Linked DNA regions of Mus musculus: region 1 is linked to region 2. Evidence: chromatin contacts called from public Hi-C data. All regions are on one chromosome and are shown on one strand. Each heading gives the region's core, a stretch centred on a gene start, on an enhancer-like site or on the middle of the called end of the contact. The rest is flanking DNA. Distances are from core to core; before and after follow the strand shown. Region 1 has its middle 19 kb from the start of Rnase2a. Region 2 has its middle 9.7 kb from the start of Rnase2b.

Region 1 (4,473 bases), core at 1,267-3,766, 65 kb after region 2:
TTTCTTTGGAGACTCAGGTTATTTTGATGTTTTACTGGGACACACAGGTGAAAGAATGTTTTGTTGAAGCAGACACAGATTAAAGGATGTTTGGCTATAGCAAATACATGAAAGGATGCATGGTGTTCAGAAGTTAATATGAAAACGACCCGTCAGACAGCGGGAGCTCGAGCATTGGTTTGCTTGCTCTGCTTGCTAGTCTCCCCTGACGACATGCGTGTGTTGGTTTACCTTACATTGTATTGCTGAGCTTTGCTTGTGGTGATGACAGAGAGAGAAACTCACTTGAGAATTTCACATGAGATTCCTGTGGCTTCTTGCTGCTTCCTAGGACTCTGGCCAGTTGGCGAGCCTCATGGTTTCTTCTGGATTGAATTGACCTTGCTGATTTATGTGTGGTGTCTGTTGAATGGACTGGGCTACAGCTACTGATTCATGTTTGGTGTTTGGGAGTGGACTCCACTGAGAACAACAAAGATTGGAATCCCCCCAAAAGATCTGATTCTGAACAGATCCACTTCCCTTGTATCCTAACCTTCTTTTCCCTACCTATGGTGGGTGGTGAGCTAGAGGGGAGGTTGAACCCTTATTAAAGTAGGTTGTGAAAAATATGTGCCTACAGAGAAGGAGTATCTATCTGTAGAGATCTATCTGGAAGATTAATAACCAAGCTAGGCCTGAGAAGGAAACTGTCAACGCATCATAAAATCTAGAATTCCTGTTTGGATTTTTGGAGACTGGGTCTCTCATACAGCTTAGGCTGCCCTTGAAATTGCTATCAGAGGATGACATCAACCTTTGATTCCAGGACTCTACTTGCCAAATACTGTGATTGCAGGCAAGTGGTGCTGGAGATTTAATGTGGGGGTCTGTGCATGCTAGGCAAGGACTATTGCCAGCCAATTAACATCTTCAGTTCAAGGTCCGGGTTGATTGTCAGTGGAAGAAGCACTTAAGGATTTTGTCAATTGCTTTGCTGGAGTGAAAAGCATTCCCTCCTTTTTCTCATTTTCCTCGTCATGGCAGGAGACTGGATTAATCCAGAACAATCTACACAGTCTGTGCTGACTGTGGTTTAACACCATTTTCACTTCATGTGCCACCATCCGAGCATGACACTGGCACTTTCTCCTCTGACATTTATCTGTGCTTCACTGGCAATGTTAGCTTAGCTGGGCACCTCTGTTCTTCTCTGGAAGCATCTACCCCTTCTCTCTTTCAGTGTCTGATTAGCTGGCACCCCTGCCCACCCTTGGCCTTGGCCTTGGCCACTCCTTCATTTTATCTGGAAACCTCTCTTCACCCCAGCCTCATCTGCTTCTTCTCTTTCTCCTTATTCTCCCTCCTTTCATTTTGTATCCTGAGAACACAGCTGGTCTGGTTTTCACAGTCTGTCTCAGTTCCCTGACAGATGGGATTGCCCTCAGCCACCTAACTACATTTCTTTTCTCTTCTCCTGTTACCCCAAACTACTTCATTGCTCTGTCCTCCATATCTTATATCTCATCCCTCATCCCTTACCCCTTCTGTTTACAGCTCCCTGTCCCTTACTCATCTGCCAACTTGTTGGGAGCCGACTCTTAACAGGAAGTGGTTATCATCTCTGCAGCCATCTTGGGCTATTTACTTACAGGTGAGTGCTTTTCCACTCTGAGGAGACTTGTTTTCCTAGCACAATGGTTTTGCAGGAAGACCACCACACCTGAATACACTCTGATAACAGCTTGGATTTTTTCTTATACATCTTGGACTTGTGGTTAAATTTCTCCAGCTGCACCCCCCAGCTTGAGCTGATATACTCATAGTTGCCTTTCAATAACGAAGACTTGAGACTTAATCAGATGGACTGTCTTTTTTTCATTCTTCAAGTCTCTTGCCCCTCAGTCACCACTCTCTCCCTCTCTCTTTCTTGCAGACCCTATTGACTGACCCAAGGACCGGGTCACCAACTCAATATTAATCACTTGTGTTATTTGCCTCACCCCACCCCCAATCATAGGGGTAACTATTATACTAATGCATACAATATTGTCAGGATTCCCTCTGGGCACATCTGATGGCTGGAGCTTGAGGCAGCCAGTCCCATTGCATCCACAACCAGGAAGCAGAGAGTGTTGTGGCCTCCCTTTTTTCCTCCTTCCTGTGCAGCCCAGGACCCCAGGCCATGGGATGGTGTCACTCTGATGAGAATGGTCTTCTTACCTCCACCCAACATAGAAGCTCCCTCACAGCATGCCCTGCTTTGACCTGAATACCTTGGCTCTGGAAACCTGACCAGGGTTGAGAGGTAATGAAGAAACATCAGGTCCACAGACCCCTGTACAGAAAAGCTGGGCTCAAGGGCCAGTGGGCTCTGATGCAGATGTACCAGCAACAACCTGGAAAGAGTGTGCATTGATTGTACACGGCTGTAGAGGAGGGAGGGTAGCCAATCTGGGCAGGAGGTCTGTGTAGGGGAACAGTCATCTTGCAAGAGGAAGCTGAGGCTAAAAGTTTCTGCATACAGAGGTTTCAGCTAAAGGTCAAGGGTTCCTCTATTTCCATAGGGCTTGGATATTTCTGCAACACTCATTCACTCAGGACTTCATCTGCTCCCAACAATGCCCAGAGGTTTGTCAAAAAGTAGTCCTTACTAACTAGTCACTGTTATTGGCTTGCTTCTTCAGGTTTTGCCCTCTTCCTTTGTGTTGTCAGGCCAGGGTCTTAGGCAGAACCCTACTGCTGAGGGACAACACCATCACTGAGAGGAAGAGCTTTAGAAGAAGAAAACCTTGGAGCTGAGAGTGTAGCTCAGCAAAGGAGGCTCAGATAAGATGACATCAGAAAGCAGACAGACACTCAAACAAGACAAAAACAAACCAAAACAACAACAAACTAAACAAACTAAAGCTAATACAAAAGTGAATTCGAAATATCATTTAAAAACCAAAACCAAAAAAAAAAACCAAAAAAAAAAAACCCCAAAACCCAACATTTAGAGAGGAACCTTAAGAGATTGTCTATCTTCAGTGTGTCTAGGAAGACAGCAGAGCATAGAGGGTTAGCTGAATGGTAGCACACTGGCTTGCAGAAGACAAGATGAAGTCATAGAGAGGACACTGACATGGCCAAGTCACTACAAGACCTTGACAAAGGCCCTGAGAGCCAGTTTGCTCTGTGAGGGAAATAATGAGCGCCCTGCTGAGCTGTGCTTTCCCAGTCCTCTGTGAGAGATTAGAGATAAATCCAGGAAGAAGGAGGAGACAGAGAGGGAGGAAGGGCATGTGGGTGGGAGTGGGTGTAAGAGACACTATTAATGTTTTTTAACAAACACTGTTAAACTTACCTTAATGACAAAGGAATTCATTTTTAATTTTCCCCAGCTTTAAAGACTTTAATGTATATACCCTCCCCCACTTTCGTTTACCTAAAGGGCGGCTGCATTCTCAGAATTTAAACAACTAAAGAAGCTGGCTCCTTTCCCTTTCCTTCATTTCCTTCATTTTCTTTGTGCCGATGATACTTTTAAAACTAGTTAATGTGAGAGTGGACTGCAGCTGATATTTTTTTTTCTAACACAGTCACCACAATCAAGTCCGTGATGTGCTCCGCCCTCAGAGCTCACTCTCTTGATTGGGAGCAAAGTTTTACCTTGTCCAGAAACTTCAGTTAGAGTGGTGGCCTCTTTTATTGTGATATCAAACTTATTTGTTTTTAGAAGGTGGAAGGAAGAAAGAGAAGATGTTGAGACTCATCTCAGATAGAAGTATTAAGCCATAGAGCAGCTAAGGGCTGGCTTTTCTAGAGAAGTGAGAGTCATCTTCAGGGGACAGAAACAAGGAAAGGTGTCAGGACTCTAAAGCCCAAAGCAGGTCTGGAAACAGGGTAGGGAAGTGGGGGTGGGTGGGTATGGGGGACTTTTGGTATAGCATTGGAAATGTAAATGAGCTAAATACCTAATAAAAAATGGAAAAAAAGAAATAAAAAGACTGAAGTTATTGCTTAATAGAAGGATCCATGTTCTCCAAGGAGCCAGACTGAGCTCTCTGTGTGCTTCTGCATTGACCCCCTCAGGTGGTTGCTGCCTCAAGTGCCTTCCATTTCATTTGCAAGAAGCACTTCTGTGCTGTCATGGTGCTAAAACAATTGTAAAGTCATTGTAAATTGTAAAATCATTGGTTGTTCCTATAATATCCATACCTCTATTGTATCATCTGGCACTTCTCACCTGCTATGTCAATAGTGTAGTACACAGGGTCTATAGGCAAGTAGGACTGCTGGCAGCAATTCTCCTGTAGCAGGCAGAATAGATAGCATCTCTGGTGCTATGAATATCAGTCAGGAGGGAAGGAGCTTCTAACTCAGTCCCGTTGTTTTTTGTTTGTTTGTTTTTTGTTTTTGTTTTGTTTTTACCATGTCCTATAACCAAAGTATGTGGTACCATTAGCAATAAGGTCCTACCATCTAGTTCTGCTATCTAACTATATCAGCAAT
Region 2 (4,931 bases), core at 1,936-4,435:
ACATAAAACTGTACTCAGGGCATACTGCACAGTATTTTTCTTATTGGTTCCTGTAAAAGATTCCCTTCTACATTTCCATGTGTCCTCATTTGCTTTAGAGCTAGTACTAATGGTCCAGTTTTACACCATGGATGCTCAAGAGAACACCACTTTATCTAAGAGGCCAGACTTACTATTAACCAATGTTAAAAAAGATATTCTAAATGTAATAGAAATTTTCTTTGTGCTAGGGTTTGAACCTGGAACCTTGTGCACTCTGTCACTAGGCTAGATTAGCAGCATGAAATAGATGAAGATTTTTGGCTTCACCAGATTAAACACCTTTCTAAGTTTTTTGTTATCCAAATCTCCCTTGCATTCCAATCTACTGACACATCTCCAGACCAGCTCTCAATTGTGCTGTGAAGTACAGCCAGAGTAATACCCTAGTAGTAAGGCCTTTGGTTTTTCTTTCCAATCTTGATAAATATGATAAGGTATTGTCTCAAGAAATACTTCCTCACTTGACCTATAAGCTACAGTGAGTATTTTGCTGTCCCAACTGATAGATGTATTTGTGCAGATTCCATTGGTGAGAGATTGTGACCAAAACTTGGAATTTCTTCAACCCTGGGATCCTCTTGCAATGACTACGCTTGACCTACTGACTGACAGATGCCCAAGGCAGTGTAGTATTTGACACAGCTCTGCCAAGTGCTTTGGTTGTCTATGGAAATGACAGTGCACAACATTTGTAAAATTGTCACAGTAACCCATAATTTAGGGACTGATCTTTTCAGGATGCTAAGAAGTGTTGAGACAGGGTGTCACTCTGGAGCCTGGGTTTGGTTTAAACATGCTTAGAAACCCAGATTGGATTTAAATTTTTCTGACCTTCTGACTCAGGCTCGAAGTTGTAGGGTCCCAGAATTGCACTTCCAGACCCAGCTTATGAGCCAGGTTGTAAGCAGCCTGTGCTGCTGTGAGTGGATGCTCAGCTTTAGGAAGTAAGACTCAACAAGGATAAGCTAGGATGCCATGGCCTTGCCCTTGAAGGATGTTTTGGGTTGCTGTGCCCTTTCCTGTCCTCCTTTCTTCTGCCACGACCTTGAACAGTTTTGCTTTAATACACATGTCCCACCATGGGCTTTTCTGTACCACAGACCCCCAAACATGAAAGCCACCTGACAGGATGATATCTTTGACACTAGAATCAAACGAATCACTGTTTCTTTCAAACCATCTGTCTCAGGTATTAATCAAGTATTGGAAAGCTGATTTGTAGCAGGATACAAGTTAATTTAACTCTGATTTATAAAGCTCAAGGTATATTTGGTCCAGGGGCTCTAAGGTTTTCTCTTTTATGTTATGGGACCTTCTATATATCTCTTTGGAAGACGATTTATTTAACAAACCTGATCTTGACCTTATGATCAGGTTTCTGCAAGTACATAGGGACTGCAGAGAGACCTCCCATGCAGACAGGGCTCTGGGTTGGTTGTGTCTGTGAAGGGTCCTGCAGCTCCTTTTTTGCACTCAGGATTCTGCAGAGTGACTCATGCATGTAACTTCAGGGGGACACTGTGGAGCTCTACCTCCCCTGCCACTCCATACCTGCTGTGCATGATTGGAACCACGTTGTTGCCTATGGTCTGGTACAGCATGTCTTCATTCATGGAGCCATGATTGGCACCACTAAATGTGTTCTTGGGGTACTCATTGAGGGGTGCTTTTCACAGCCTATATACTGGTGGCATATAGCATGGATGGTGTGATACTTTGGTTGGGATTTTAACTGGAATTAAATTGACTCTGTAGGTCAGTGTGAGAATACCAATTCCATGTATCTAAGAACTGAACCTTCCATTCATTTCTTCCAGAGCCAGAATTGTTGGGGTCCAGAGGGCCTGCAGTGCCTTTCTCAAACAGTGACCTAGATGTGGTCCCCTGACTGAGGGGACACTGCAGGTACAAGATCTAAATCCTGGGAGGTTGTCCTCCAGGGCACAACAAGGCCACAAAAGGCAGGGAAGTGCAGAAGGAAATCTCAGAGAAGGAGGCAGAAATACTGTTTCTCAAGCTCTGCTTGCAGTGATTGTCTAGTAAGGCGCTAGCCCGTGTATCAACAGCAGTGGGTAAATAAAAGTTGTTCTCTCATGAGGAGTCATCAGAGTTTTGTCTCTTACCATCATTACCCCCTTTCCAGGTCCCTGTGATGCCCACAGCTGTGCCCCTGAGGGCTAAAATGATGCCCTCAGTGTTTCTAGGAATACTCTTTAAAGGCCTCATGATGCTCATCATAAAGTCACATCACATGTTTGTTTGCTGATAGTGCAACAGGGCCCCAGAATTCAGGATTCCTCCAGATGTTAGTATAATGGACTCCATGATGGAAGTGCCATTCAGGCTATAAAACTCAGCATGCAGACAACACTACATGCAAAAAATGGAAGCAAAGATCTAATCCATCAATGTCCATAGTTATGGGCAAGTCTCTGTCTTAGGGTTTTATTGCTGTAAAGAGCCACCATGACCAAGTCCACTCTTTTTTATTTTTATTTTTTTGTTTTTTTTTCAAGATAAGGTTTCTCTGTATAGCACTAGCTGTCCTGGAACTCACATTGTTGACCAGGCTGGCCTCGAACTCCAAGACCCGCCTGCCTCTCCCTCCCAAGTGCTGGAGTTAAAGGCATGCACCTCCACTGTCCGGCCATGTCCACTCTTATAAAGGAAAACATTTATTTGAGTGCTGTGTCCTGTATGGTCACCAGGAAAGGAACCATGCAGGACATGGTTCCTGTTCCTGTAGCAGGGCCAGCAGTGTGTGGGCCTCCACAAGTGCTGATGGTGTAAGACTTATTTGTTCAGCTAGTGGTAGGTGTCCCCTCCCTCACCAATACCACACTGAGTTTTCTGAAAGCTGCTCTACTCAAGTGTCAGAGGAAAGGAACTATAAAGGGTGCAGGCAAAAGGAACCCACCCATAGACTCACCCACCCATCCTTCTGAAATCCCCCAGAGGAAGAAAGCATGGAAGTCTTGAAATGTCACATGTCAATTAGAACAGAGAGAAACGTTAAAGGTATGTATATATGTATGTACACATATTATACATGTATATTTATATGTGTGGGGTGTGTGGTGGATGTATGGGAGTTTTGCCTGCATCTGTCAACTTCATGCGCAGTGCCCATAGAGGCCAGAAGAGGGCGATAGATTCTTCTGGAACTGCAGTCCCTGACTTGCTCCCAGGATTTAGGATTCGAGGGCACTCAAACCTGGATCCCCTGGAGGAGCAGCCAGTGCTTTTAGGAGCTGAGCCGTCTTTTCAGCCTGCTCAGAAACTTTCTTATCAATTCCCCTACCAGTGAGACACAGAGCTGCCACCAGAACAGCTGACCTGATCGTGAACTTTCAGTAACTGCGGTGGGCTCAGGGTTTTTCCAGAGGAGACTCCACAGCTCTTTGCTGATTTGTTTCATTTCTTTTTAAACCCTATTTGTACACCACAATGAGCCCATTAGAGCCCAGGTGGTCTGGGCTTGGAACTCGGAACACAAAATGTGATAGAACAGGAAATAAAAGAAATGAAACGAAGATTTCAAAGCCCATCTGTGCACACCAGTGGGAAGATTTCAAAGCCCATCTGTGCACACCAGTGGGAAGATTTCAAAGCCCATCTGTGCACACCAGTGGGAAGGAGCTTGCTTGCCCTTCGTTCCCCTCCAACTCCTGCTTTCTGCAGAGGAGGAAGCCTGAAGACTACAGGTCTAGCTCCCAGCTCTCATTTGTTGGAGAACAAAGACTGCCTTCAGAGATCAGCAGGGACAGACCAGCTGGAGCTCCCTCATCTAAGGCTTCCATCCCGGAGAGGGTGCTCTCTCAAGTCATCCTCCAGGACTGATTAGAAGCTGCAGGAAGAGGGCAGCTCAGTCCCTCTCCAGCATCTTAGACTCTGGACTTGAGCTGTGGACAGGAGCTCTTTCCAGCCTCAGAGACCTGCCGCACTGGTTCATTTAAATCCCGTGTGATGATTCGTTTTAACTTGTTGGGTCCAGTTAAGGTGGTTAATTCTGAACTGACAGGTAAGCACATTGCTGCTTGGTGTGTTTGATTTCTCTCCGTTCCATCCTTCGAGGAGGGCGGGACAAGAACCCAGTTGGTGTCAGGTGAAGGCAAGTCGCCTCAGTCACTGCGGTTTATTTCCAGAGATTTTCTTTCAGTGACGTTCGTTTCCTCTTCTGTGTACACCAAGACACTGTGGCAACCGTGTAGAGCTAGATGAGTGTTAGGTATGTAGATCGGCATTCGCAGGCGTGGAAGCCATTGACGATGGATTTTTCTGTCATGGTTAGTTTTGGATCCCACAGCCCATTAACCGTAAGGGGCTTTTTCAGGCCCATTAAGGAAAAGCTGGTTTTTTTTTTTTTTTTTTTTTTTTAAATGGAATCTGACTTCTTCCTCTAGCTCTGGGTTGAGACTTGACCCTTGGATCTGCTCCAAAGATCAGAAGGCCTCCTGCTCCATCTCCTTCCCCTCTCCCCAGGCCCTCTTCTTGGCTGCCTATGGCCATGATGCCCCGCCTCTCCTAGTCTCCCATTTCCAGGCCCAATCATGGCTGCCTGCGGCTCTGAGGCGCTGCTAATAAAGATCACCTGAAGGGTGACTGACCTCAGTTGCTTTCTCTGAACCTGCACTGTTCCCTAAATTACAGCAGGGATTATTCCTTAGGAACGCTGAGTCACAAAAGACTGCAGAGGTGGAAGAATAATAACCCTTAATGATAATTCAAGGCAGTTACACACACATCTCCACCTGGAAGCCTGCCTTCTTTCCCAAGTTTTAACAAAAAAGATTAAAAAAAAAAAAAAACCAAAAACCAAAATCAAAAAATCAAAACAAAAAAACAAAACAAAAAAAATCACACCTTTTCCTTTGGCTACTGACCTCCCA

What was found. A called contact is a pair of places that touch in the nucleus more often than the background predicts.
Region 1: a contact with region 2 is called in a Hi-C map of the CH12 cell line, with 2.2 times the contacts expected there. The contact joins two enhancer-like sites. A contact is called at or near these places in 1 of 39 promoter capture datasets (macrophages), 3 of 15 datasets of contacts at CTCF or cohesin (embryonic stem cells and hippocampal excitatory neurons), 64 of 484 Hi-C or Micro-C datasets (B cells, the C2C12 cell line, the CH12 cell line and 40 more), 4 of 115 datasets of contacts at active chromatin or transcription factors (PVALB interneurons, bone marrow-derived dendritic cells, epiblast stem cells and 1 more) and 4 of 9 other capture datasets (adipose tissue, embryonic tail, liver and 1 more).

Annotation. Positions count from the first base shown.
Region 1 is chr14:51,235,200-51,239,672 of GRCm38.p6, forward strand. No RefSeq gene overlaps it. Among named protein-coding and RNA genes, the nearest start is that of Rnase2a, 19 kb to the right of the region's middle. Within about 2 kb of position 2,517, at least 19 of the 459 cell types and tissues checked have an H3K27ac peak or open chromatin away from gene starts, as enhancers often do. A contact at or near this core is called in the CH12 cell line and bone marrow-derived macrophages, where this site is marked.
Region 2 is chr14:51,169,481-51,174,411 of GRCm38.p6, forward strand. No RefSeq gene overlaps it. Among named protein-coding and RNA genes, the nearest start is that of Rnase2b, 9.7 kb to the left of the region's middle. Within about 2 kb of position 3,186, at least 7 of the 459 cell types and tissues checked have an H3K27ac peak or open chromatin away from gene starts, as enhancers often do. A contact at or near this core is called in the CH12 cell line and bone marrow-derived macrophages, where this site is marked.